3 separate regions of the Mus musculus genome follow, and regions 1 and 2 are each linked to region 3. A link is a contact called in public HiChIP or PLAC-seq and promoter capture Hi-C data. All regions are on one chromosome and are shown on one strand. The core of a region is the stretch at or near the end of the contact, and the rest is flanking DNA. Distances in the headings are between cores, read along the strand shown.

The links. Promoter capture Hi-C pulls out the DNA fragments that hold promoters and counts their contacts. HiChIP or PLAC-seq counts read pairs in DNA pulled down with a chosen protein or histone mark.
Region 1: a contact with region 3 is called in an H3K27ac HiChIP or PLAC-seq map of embryonic stem cells, with 3 times the contacts expected there. The contact joins the enhancer-like site here to the promoter of Cdca7l in region 3. A contact is called at or near these places in 9 of 39 promoter capture datasets (the 3T3-L1 cell line, cranial neural crest, embryonic stem cells and 4 more), 1 of 115 datasets of contacts at active chromatin or transcription factors (embryonic stem cells) and 1 of 9 other capture datasets (liver).
Region 2: a contact with region 3 is called in a promoter capture Hi-C map of pre-B cells, with 3 times the contacts expected there. The contact joins the enhancer-like site here to the promoter of Cdca7l in region 3. A contact is called at or near these places in 7 of 39 promoter capture datasets (the 3T3-L1 cell line, the C10 cell line, embryonic stem cells and 3 more), 3 of 115 datasets of contacts at active chromatin or transcription factors (effector CD8 T cells, large pre-B cells and memory CD8 T cells) and 1 of 9 other capture datasets (adipose tissue).

Annotation. Positions count from the first base shown.
Region 1 is chr12:118,764,700-118,768,311 of GRCm38.p6, reverse strand. No RefSeq gene overlaps it. Among named protein-coding and RNA genes, the nearest start is that of Sp8, 81 kb to the left of the region's middle. Within about 2 kb of position 1,666, at least 2 of the 459 cell types and tissues checked have an H3K27ac peak or open chromatin away from gene starts, as enhancers often do. A contact at or near this core is called in embryonic stem cells, where this site is marked.
Region 2 is chr12:118,375,280-118,379,066 of GRCm38.p6, reverse strand. No RefSeq gene overlaps it. Among named protein-coding and RNA genes, the nearest start is that of Sp4, 76 kb to the right of the region's middle. Within about 2 kb of position 1,741, at least 72 of the 459 cell types and tissues checked have an H3K27ac peak or open chromatin away from gene starts, as enhancers often do. A contact at or near this core is called in effector CD8 T cells, memory CD8 T cells and pre-B cells, where this site is marked.
Region 3 is chr12:117,841,762-117,845,392 of GRCm38.p6, reverse strand. It overlaps Cdca7l (cell division cycle associated 7 like), which reads right to left and starts at 1,532. Exons shown (of 10, transcript NM_146040.1): 1 at 1,436-1,532. The coding sequence starts at 1,459.

The DNA.
Region 1 (3,612 bases), core at 417-2,916, 920 kb before region 3:
TTGGATTTGGCAGCAGATTTGATAACTGAAGACTTAATTTCCCCAGTGACTCAACTGATACAGCAGGTTTTATCTTTTTTTTTTTTAATTCAGAAAATTAAGAGTAAATTGGCTGGCTCAATAGACTTACTGACTCCAGTTAGATAAGTATTTACTGTGTTTATTAAGTTGTTTATATAGGATAATAATACAAGTGATTTAATAAAGATAAGACTTCAGATAAATGTCAACACACTTCCCACTCTGCAGCTGGTCCATTTCAAGCAGTTAAAATAAATTAAAAGATAAAACGCTGCTCTCACACAAAATGATCATTGTCCAAGGGAAACATTAAAATGGGAAAAAATCTTCTGCTTTTGGGCACAAAGACTATGCGTATGTGAGACACACCTCTTTATAATCTATAGATTCTTTACGTAGAAGGAAAGGGACAGAAAGCTGTGCTCTGTAGTGTTTGCTATAATGAGATACAATTAAAAAGTACTTACAGTTCATAGACAAGTATTAATGGCCACTGTTATTTATAGCACAAATAATGGGGATCTTTGAATGAGACAAAATAAATGCTATTAATTTTGTTATTTATCTATTTTTACATACATCAAGGCATAGCTACTGAAGGATTACTAAGCTATAAAATGTAGATGCTGTCAGTAGAATTTAAATAGCATAAAACAGATCTCTGCCCAACCTTCTCTGTTTATATTGTAATGTATTTACTTGTAGTTTCTTTAGTAAATGATCTGACATTTGAAAAATGTTGGAGAAAGATGCTAACAAAGAAGGAAGCAGTCTTTCTGGTGTTCTCTAATTGCATCATTTCAGACTTGTGTATCAGAGCCTAACTCCACCATCTCATCATATATATGTAACATATAAGTTTCTTTTGCTTTTAGGCCTGTAACATAGTGGTTGCCATATAATTGTTACTGAAAAGGGTGTTTGAAATCCTGTTCCATTTAGAAATGGTGACCTAATAAACCCTTGGAGAGCTCTTGATGGAATTTGAACTGCTGGATTTTCTCAGGAAATGCTAAGACCGCTATCATACTACAGGAAGTATAGGATGGAATTGTAAAGCATGATAGGAATCAGGTCAAGTTTCTAGTTTGGTTTGGAAAAGATAACTATAGTTACACTGTTTGCAGTGTCTTTCAAATCTCTGCTATACATTTACAGTGGACACTTGCTATTTCACACGCTGGGATGAGATGCCTAGCTCTTCTAGGCACTAAGTAGTTAGCATTTGCAATCAAAGATGTACCTTGATTACTGGCCACAAATCCCTCCAGTTCTAGGCATCCATTCAATATGATCTCATTATCACTTTCCATACAGAAGAGGAATCCCTTCTTGTGGACCTTGACTCTGGCCTTAACTTGTGAGTTATTAAAGCCACAGAATTTGCCCGACATGGTATTGTGTGACATAGAAAGGACTTTGTTTCCCAGAAGGTCTCAGTGTTCATCCTGAAAAACTTTTACTTCCTGAAAGATGAAAAGGGCATGCTGAGTTTCTGAGTTGACAACTCCACCAGATAGCTGAGAGATGGATGTTTCCTTAGACCTCCCAGGCCAATCTGGCTACCTGTTTGGGGCCACTGAGTCAGCCCAGACAGACTGACAAGAGAAATCTTTCCATCCACACTGTCCTGAAGTTTTGTCATGCAGAAAAGGGTGGAGAAACAAAGGAAGCACCTTTTGTTCTCATTCTCTGGTGAGACAGTCCAGCTGCATTGTTGACTTCCGGATCTTTCAGGGTTTGGAAAGGCTGATACTTAGAATGATACAAGTAACTTAATGGTAAATGACACATATTTTAATATTATATATGATTTATCTAATTGGAACAGTGTTTAAATGTAAAAGGCCAATTCCATGGTGTTACTGGTTTTTGTTGTTGTTGTTGTTTGTTTGTTTTACCACCTTGCCCATTGTGTTTATCTAAATGTATTTTGTATAGCATAATTTTCATGGTAGCAACTAAGGCTATTTGCTTTGAGTCTCAAGTCACCTGATGAAGGTCACCTATAGAATAATACCAGTGATTAGGATTCACAGAGATTCCATCCACAATGAAGACCCAACTCTTATGAAACCAAGGGAGAAATATCTGTGAAATGCTTGCAACAGATATATACACATACCCACTTTGCCTAATTATTTGCATTGTGGAAGTCAGCGTTTCAGATTAAAATGAGTCTTAAAATTTGCAAAATTTTTCCCAAGCAAAAAATAAACAAAATAAAAGGAATATGTTAGAGAGATAGGCTATTGGTAAATCTTTCACCTAGAATTTTAAGAACCTGGTTTCCTATGCTTTGGGGGTGAGGTGAGGGAAGTAGAGGAAGGATAAGAAGTAGTAATAAAACTCCTTAAATCTTGCTGCAACAAAAAGAAAGTTCAAGAATTGATTGGTGAACCTTAAGCAGTTTTAAAATATGCCCATATTAATCAATATTTCTCCTAACATTGATGCACTCTAAAGTTCCAACAGCAAGACTGAATATCTTTTCACCAAGTGGTAGCTAACCAAAATGCTTCTCAATAACATATTTTCCATTTCCAGAGAAATAATAATCATATAAAAATACAGTGGTCAGAAGGTTGGAAGAAAGAGCAGAAGATTGCAAGACTAGGCACAGAAGAGAGTCCAAAAAGTCAATAAATGGAGCTAAAAACTTGTCTTCTAAAATCATTTTTCCAGTAAGACAAATAGAGTTTTTTCCACCTTAAATTCTCATTTGACAGCATCCCAGAAGTGTCTTGGCTATTAATGTACTGGGCAGCCGTAGGGAAATGTTCAAAAAGTGGTTCTTAAGGTCTTGATGGTCTCTGCTCCAGACTCATGAGTCATGGGAACACAGTGTGGAATTTAAGAGATAGTTCCCTCCTCACTTTGGAGGAGCTTTTGTTACTGTGCTGACGACTCAATAAGTATTCTTTCATTTTTAAAGTAGTTTCTCAGGGCACGTTGTCAAACACTCTGCAGAGAGTCTTCTGTGAGAAAGGGGTAACAAGATTTAAATTTGTCCCTCACGTAGAACCATGCCACTGTGTCAGGGTCCTTCCCAAACTGAAACACAGTTTAAAGGAAATGAATAGCTGCCACAGTCATGCCATGTTAGGGGAGGGAAAAGGAATATTATTCACTAAGGAACCAGCCCTGTTAGCATTCTTTTCACATCAAGATGTGTGTGGTGCTAGGATTATTTCAGTGGGGGGATTGATGAACAGATAATTCTGGAATTACTTTTAAACAAATAAACATGTGCTGTTTGCATATTCTAGAACTTTCTGAGGTGTTTTCAATTCACCAGCCAGACATGGTTACCTCACAGAGTCTCCAGGTTCAGTTTCTAGTACTAGCATGGAAGTTCATGACCATCTGTAATTCCAGTTCTTGGGGATCCAATACCCTCTTCCAGGCTCCACAGACATCAGGTATGCGTGTATTATAAAGACATACTTGCAGGCAAGATACTGATTCACATAAAATAAAATAAAATAAAATAAAATAAAATAAAAGCATGTGTGTGTTTATTGCTGGACTATCTCAATCCGTCAGCTCCCAATACTGACATAAAGACTTAATTTATGAATGTGTAGGCCT
Region 2 (3,787 bases), core at 492-2,991, 530 kb before region 3:
CTCAGTGTGGATGTACTGAGGTCCCTTTTAACCCCCACAATTCCCTCTGGGGTAGAAGCAATGGGCTGTGAATTAGAGGTGGGAGTTGTTGTTGTAGTTGTTGTTTTGTTGATTTGTTTTGACTTTTCAAGATAGGATTTCTTTGCAGTCCTGGCTGTCCTGGAATGAGCTCCATAGACAAGGCTGGCCTTGGATTCAGATCTACTTGCTTCTGCCTAGGGAGTGCTGGGATCAAAGGCATGTCCTACCACCACTAGGGTGAGAGATGGGTTTTGATCTCAGCTCTACTCCCTACTCGTGGCCTTGATGTTAGCCTCTGCTCCTCAGTTCTTTTTCTTAAAAGTAATTTCTCTTGGTCACTGGTTCTCAGAGCACAGCCCTGAGAGCAGGTTCACCAGCAGGACCTAGCAACCTATAGAAACACAAGCATTGAACCCAGTCTCCATGGCAGAGGGATAAAGTCTGGGATGACCCCAGACAATGGTGCATCTATGATGCCTATATCCTCCAGCGTTGGTGCTGTGTGTGGAACAGATGACCATGTATAAATGCAAAGACAGGACTGTTGACCTATGGTGTACCTTAAGTGACCATGTCACCTGAGTTCTTTCATTTCTCACCTTTACACAGTCCTTCCTCCATTCATCTGCAGATCCAATTCCTTTCTGTGTTTCTCTCTCTCTTTTCTTCCCCATCCCAAGGCAAAACAACAGTCTAACATGCTCACCCCTCCTAGGCCAATTATTGACAATGCAGTCCACATGCTGATGAAAGAACCAATTAGTGAAAATGCCTTTTTTTTTTCTTTTCACCGAACAGAAAAGCACTAACTGGCTATTTAAAGTCATGCGGGAACTGCCACACACAAAGCCCGATGATTTGGCTGAATTTTTCACTTTCCAATTGCTTATGTGGGTGCTGTGTAGACAAAACCCAAACTAATTACTCTGTAGGTCGCTGGCTTTCACCACAGCAACAGAATGTGGGAGTCATGGACAGAAGATGCAGCCAAATGGGGTCCCTGGGAAGAGGAAATAAGCCATGTTTCCCCTTAAATCTGGCCTGTATTTATTGTTAGTAAAAGCTCATAATGAAAATTGCTGCACTCAAGTGCTGACAGGCACATTCAAATGAACAGAGCCTCCGTACTTGGCACATGTGGACTTCACTCCATGGCACTTGTTTGTGTAACATTTCCATCATTTACCAGAACTTTGTTTTTCTAATCACTAGATTGATAGAAGTAAGTATGGAGTATCGGGGAGAAGGGCAAAGCTTAGAAACAAATACACAAGCCCGCATTTGTATCAATCCATTGGCTTAATTGATAATCAGTGTGTTTCTATTTGCTTTAAAACCAATTATTGTGATTTAGCTGAATCAAAGGGAACTCTCCCTTTAAAGCTTAATTTGAGATACTAGAAATAACTTTGAAAATGTCACAATTTCAATCAAATTTATTAGGCAGATTATATACTATCAAGTGTCAATTCTGTCTGGGCAATTGTCGGCGGGGGGGGGGGGTGGGGTGGGGTGGGGCGCTTCAAAAATACTGTCAGCAGAGAATTTGGCACCATGATCTGGGGGTAGTTCTCGAGTCTGTTCACACAGCTCTGGATTCTAGTGTCTTTGACATTGATGGGCTTACCATTCTTCATCTTCTTTCTCTTCAGTCTGTCTTTCAACTCTGCGAAGCGGCACTGAGGCTTCCTCTGAGAAGTCAGCGGTTGTACTTCCTGTGCCCGTCTCGGTATCAGAGAGTGTTTCAAGGCTCAGCGGCCCAGGCCTGCCCTGTGGCTCTCCTACAGGAAGCTGCTTCTGACTTTGAAGACACGCACAAGCATGGGTGCTTCCTAAACAGGGGCGCATGCTGACGGTCCTGGCTGGGCTGGTGATGGATTTTTTTGGTTTTCTTTTCTTTCTCCTTTTGTTGTTATCATCATCTAATTTTTTCCCTAAGGGTAGGCATTTTTTCCAAGGACTGCTGTTACTCCATTTGAAAAGAGAGAAAACTCTCTCAGAGAGCTCAGACTCCTTCCACAAGCACAGGAAGACAGCTGTTGTTATCTTTAGGCCAGACTTGACTCACTAGAGAGCCCCGCTGTTCTGCAGGGTAGAGCGTCCTGAAGGGTACTGCTCTTCAAGGCAGAGCTTGCAAACTAAAGATGAATTTGCTGATGACATTGGCAACCCAAAAGGCTCTAAAGCACTGCAGAGCTCTTCCTGTGGAGGAGGAGGGTGGGGAAGCCATCAGAGCTTCTTCCAGGAACCACCCTGTCAGATGCTCAGTGCAGTGCAGTCTGAATCATGCTTGGTGGTTCCAGCACCTACTGAGCAACCTCAAACAAACAACTTGGCCTTTCTCACCTCAGCCTCCTATTAGGCAAAGTGACTGTATTAGGTAATACTGATTTTGCACCTTTGTCAAGGATGTTACTAACCACAGAGCTTTCCACTCCCAGCTTGAGCTTTGGGGAATTTCTAAAAACATCAAATGGACTCTGATGCTTCTTTCGCTTTGATGGCCCCCTGCCTCCGTAAGCAGGTTTTCATTGCTCACGTGCAATAGAAAACAATCTGATTTGCCATATCAATATTTAAAGTTAATGAACTTATAATATTCAGTCTGTAATATGGCTGGTTCGCATAAGGATTAAAGTCCATATCGAATCTGAATTTCTCACTAAGGACTGTAGTCAGCTGAAGATGTTTCCCATCAAGGTGAGTATACTACTGTCTAAGCTGTGGTCTTGGTTTTCTTTTCTCACCACTGAAACAAAAGCAACTTAAAGAAGAAAGGCTCTAGCAGAACCTCAAAGGTAGCAGAGAATACATCCAGCAACAGATGGAAGCAGATACAGAGTACCACAGTCAAACATTACGCTGAGACCTGGGAGTCCTATGGAGGGGTGGGGAAGAAGGATTGGAGGAACCAGAGGGGTCAGACACATCACAAGAACATGGCCCAATCAACTAAGTGGGACTCATGGGGACTCACAGAGATCAGGGAGCCTATAGGGGGTCTGACCTAGATCCTCTACATATATGTTTGGGTGAGTAACTTGATGTCCTCTTGAGAATCTTAACAGTGGGAACAGGGACTGTCCCTGACTCTTTTGTCTCCTCCTGGGACCCTTTTCTTCCTACTGGGTTGCCTGTCCAGTCTTGATATGATGCTTTGAGTCTGGTGTTATGTAGCTTGCTATGCCATGTTTGCTTGAAGTCCCTGGGAGGGCGGTTCTTGTCTGAAGGCAAAGGAGGGTGGGATCTGGGGGAGATGTGAGGTGGTGGGGAGACACTGGGGGAGGGGAGGAAGGGAACATTGGCATCAGAGCACTGGTATATTTGGAGTATGGAAGAACTAAGTACTGACTCCTAAATTCAGTGGCTTGAACAATGTCAATACGTTAGCTCCTTGCTCCAAGTCAGAGTGAGTGTGGTGTGGTGTGACCTGGTTCATCGTGTCTCAACATGGCTGGAGTCTCTGCTCAGAGAGCAAATTGAGATGGATGTCCATAGGCTTGGAGCTTAGCACAGGGTCTGAGGGCAAATCCTCTTCAGGTTCATCTAGGTTCTTGTCAGAACCCAGACCTTGCAGCTGAGCATCAAGTCCCGATTTTCTGGAAGTTTATTATGTAGAGCCACCTTGGATGCCTTCGGGATACACAGACTCTATTTAACGATGTTGCGGGAAATCTCCAACCCAAATATGCCCAGCAATGAAAACGCAACTCAATTAATATGAATACATGCTGTGCACCTAGATTGGGCACATCTACCACTACAC
Region 3 (3,631 bases), core at 283-2,782:
TACGAAAGCTCCTGTCTCTTTCCACCAGGCTGGAGCTGCAGCCCAGTTTGCAGATTTTGCCTAACATGCAGGAGGCCCAGGGTTCACCCCCAGCACATCATACACCAGGCATCCAAGCAGGGAAAGAATCCTGAATCTAGAAGTGGAGGCAAGATCTATAATCTGCTCTACAGAAAGTGGAGACCACTCTGTGATGAATGAGACTGTCCTGAAAAAACAAAGCAATTTCACTTTCCCTTTCCAAAGGTGTTTTGTTACTTCCTGGAGAAGCTCAGGCTAGCCACGTGCAAAAGCAAAACAAAAACAACAACAAAAACCCTAAAGCCTGAGTCTAGCTCAGTACAGTTTTTCTTTTCTCCCTTCACTGGTGAAACCTTTTAAAATACTTTCTCACAAACCTCCACTTTCAGGACATTCTCAGCGGTCACTAACTGGACAAAGTGGCCACTGGTATCTAGCCAGCTAGCTAGTTCTCTAATTTGCCAGCACAAAGGTAAGTGCCAGACCTGGGCAGGCCAGGTCTGGTAAAGCTTGGGCGCTGTTCCACCAGGCTCAGAGTCTACAGGTAGACTACAGGGGTAAACGCAGTTCAAGAAAGGCTACATTCATGTAAAATATCCCGCACCCCACGAGCAGGGGGCTGGCCATTCCTTCTCTTTTCAAAGTTTTTCTTAGTTCATTTTTAAAAATGATTTGCTTATCACTATATTAAAAAGTGTGTGTCTGTTTAGGTGTCTTGTGGTTGTCGTTTTTTTAACAGAGTGATAATTTTAAGTAGAGAAAAACCTTGAGACTGTAAACTAACAGAAATCACAATCCTGGCACGCAATGACCCTTTGGAAGACTTATTCTCAAGTGTTAGTGAAGTTTCAAAACTTAAATTAGACCCATAATGCATAATGGATTTGCCCTTCGCTTAAGATTTGCAATCTTGAAGTTGTTTGTTAACTTGGCCTAAAGATGTTACTTACCATTTGCCAAGTAGTAAATTTATTAAAGTTCTAGAATAAAACCTACAGCAACTCAATAAAAGACTGGTATAGTGTGAGTCTCGAGATTTCTTTCTTTCTTTTTTTTTTTTTTTTTTTTTTTTAATTGCTTTTTTCTTAATCTTCCTGACCTCTGGTGCCAGTTCCGGCGAGGAAGGGGGTTGGGGAGAAATTGCACGCTGCCCTCCCGCGCGCCCCTCCCCCAGGTCTCGGGGCGCTGCACCCCGTAGCTCCCGGCCTGCAGCTCCAGAATAGGCATCCCCACCTGAGCCCCGGCTGCAGGGGCCAAACCTGCAGACCCGGGGTGGTACAGCAGGGAGCCACGCGCACTCCTACAGGACCTAAGTTCCCAGCACCCGGCCCTCCGCGTGGACCAGCCCGGCAGGACAGGGCGGGGCGGGGCATGCAGAAAGCGGCCGGGGACCAGGGCTGGGGGAAACCCTCACCTGGGAGCGCGTGGCCAGCTCCATCTTCCCTGCTGGGCTCACTTCCCTGAGCCCTGCACGCGGCCACCCGGGCTGGCGCGGCCCCGAGCACGCAGCGCGCGGAGTTTGCCGTGGAACAGCGCACTGAGTTCAGATGGGGGGGACAGCGCGGCTCCGCGCGCACCGCGCAACCTCGCACAGCCTCGGGCCACGCGCCCGCACCCGGGCCTCTCCACCTGCGGTCCAAGCCTTAAGGCCGGCGCGGGAGCGCGCAAAGGGAGCGCGCGACCGGCATTGGCCGGCGTGTTTGGTTGCGCGGGCTTCCCCCTACCGCGCAGGTCCGCGGTGGAGCCGTCCGCTCAGGTTCGCGCGGGAGACTCAAGCTGAGGCTGCACGCGCCTCTGAGCTCCGGGTACCTGGCCCGCTCAAACTCCGCAGCGCCAACCTCCGTGTCCTCGTGGCCTGAGTTCCAGGAGTGTTGCGTAGAGGCCGCGGAGCTGGCTTTGCTTTGTTGTTGGTAAGGGGCGTGGTCTGTGCGCCTCCGAAAAAGTGGCTGCCCAATTCACTGCAAAAGCCAATCACCCAAGTTTTCTAACACTGGGCAGAGGGCGACGCAGCACCCTGCACACCACACACTACAAGCAAGACCTCCGTTCTTGCCAGAGCTCCCCAGTAAGTGCCTAGATGCTAGTCACTAGCACCTACTCACCGCGGAAATGCTGGGATAGGCCTCCTGACTCAGGAATAAACAAAAACTATCTACTAGGTTGAACTTTATGGACTGGGAGCCATTACCCCCAGGATAATATGAATAACCATAGTGATAACGCAAATCTCATGATGATGATAATTATGTCACCATCACTAATTTGATGGATAATTGAAATGATTAGTAACCTAATTCCTACCACTGATTAAAAATGATAAATCTAATAATGAAAGTGCATGGACATGTAAACTTGGAACAAGTTAGATGCCATGAGGGACTGGGGAATGGTAATCTAATGGCATGGAGTGGGCTGGAGGCATCAAAGACTTAGAGCTTGAGTCAGTAGCCTGAGGCATTTAATGAGTGGAGACAGTGGGAGGCCCAAAGCAAGCCTGAGGAGCTGAAAAATGACAAGTGGAAAGGTTTAGCACAGGATGGGGTCATGAGGTGATACAGTAACAGCTTGCCTGAGTAGAAGTTTATGCAGCCAGTCTCAGCTCCTTGGATCCAGTACTCATCCTTCTGTTGTTGCTGAATGAATAGTTGAAGTTGCCAGAATGTTCTCTCAGGCTTCAGGAGGAAACGTCAAGGAAAGAGGTGTCTTGCTTTCTTCGTTAGTTGAGCAACATGTTACCAGTGTTGGGGAATGAAGTTAAGAAAACAGTGTCTAACTTTAGAAATGCACATGGCCTGGCTTAGTTGCCTATAATCCCAGTTCTGTGGAGGCAGGGGCAGGAGGATTCTGAATTTGAGACCCTACCTCAAAACAGAAGAAAAGAAAAATGCTTTACTTCTCCCGGATAATGTGTATTATTGCTGTGACTACTTCATATGTAGTATTTCCTAGAATTCTCTCAACATTCATCCAGATACCCCTCGACAGCAGCGTTCCACCAAACCAGAAAACATTTTCAGGCTTCTAGAGTACACCCAACATTCTTTCTCCCGTTTTTCTTTTTGTTTCCTTAGGTTGCCAGGAAGAACAGTAAAAATGTATTAATCAAAGCTAGTTTTAGTCTAAGATAATTGTATCTTCCTGTGATCTAAGGGCTGTGTTTGCAGTTATTTCTATTATTATTTCTACTGTAGACTACATACAGCAAATCCCTATTGTAAAGGGAGCATTGGTTTGAAGTAGCAAAGCATTTGGAACCTAGCTATCATTGGGAACCTATTTAGACCACTGGACCTTCCCACTTTAGAAGCCTTCATTATGCAGCCTATGCTTGGTTACTTCCTGTCAGCTTGACACAAATGTAAATAGACCTAGGAAGAGGAAATCTCAAATAAGAAATTGCTTTCAACAGGTTAGCCTTTGACCATGTCTGTGAGACAGGTCCATGCCATCCCTGCATAGGCAGGCCTGGGTTATATATTATAAGCAAGCTGCCAAGTTCTGCTGCTTGGTTGGTTCTGTGGGGATCATTCTTATTCAAACCACCACAGGATTCAGTGTCCTCATCTGGCCTCTGCTGACACTTCATGCAGGTTTTGTGTGTGTGTGTGTG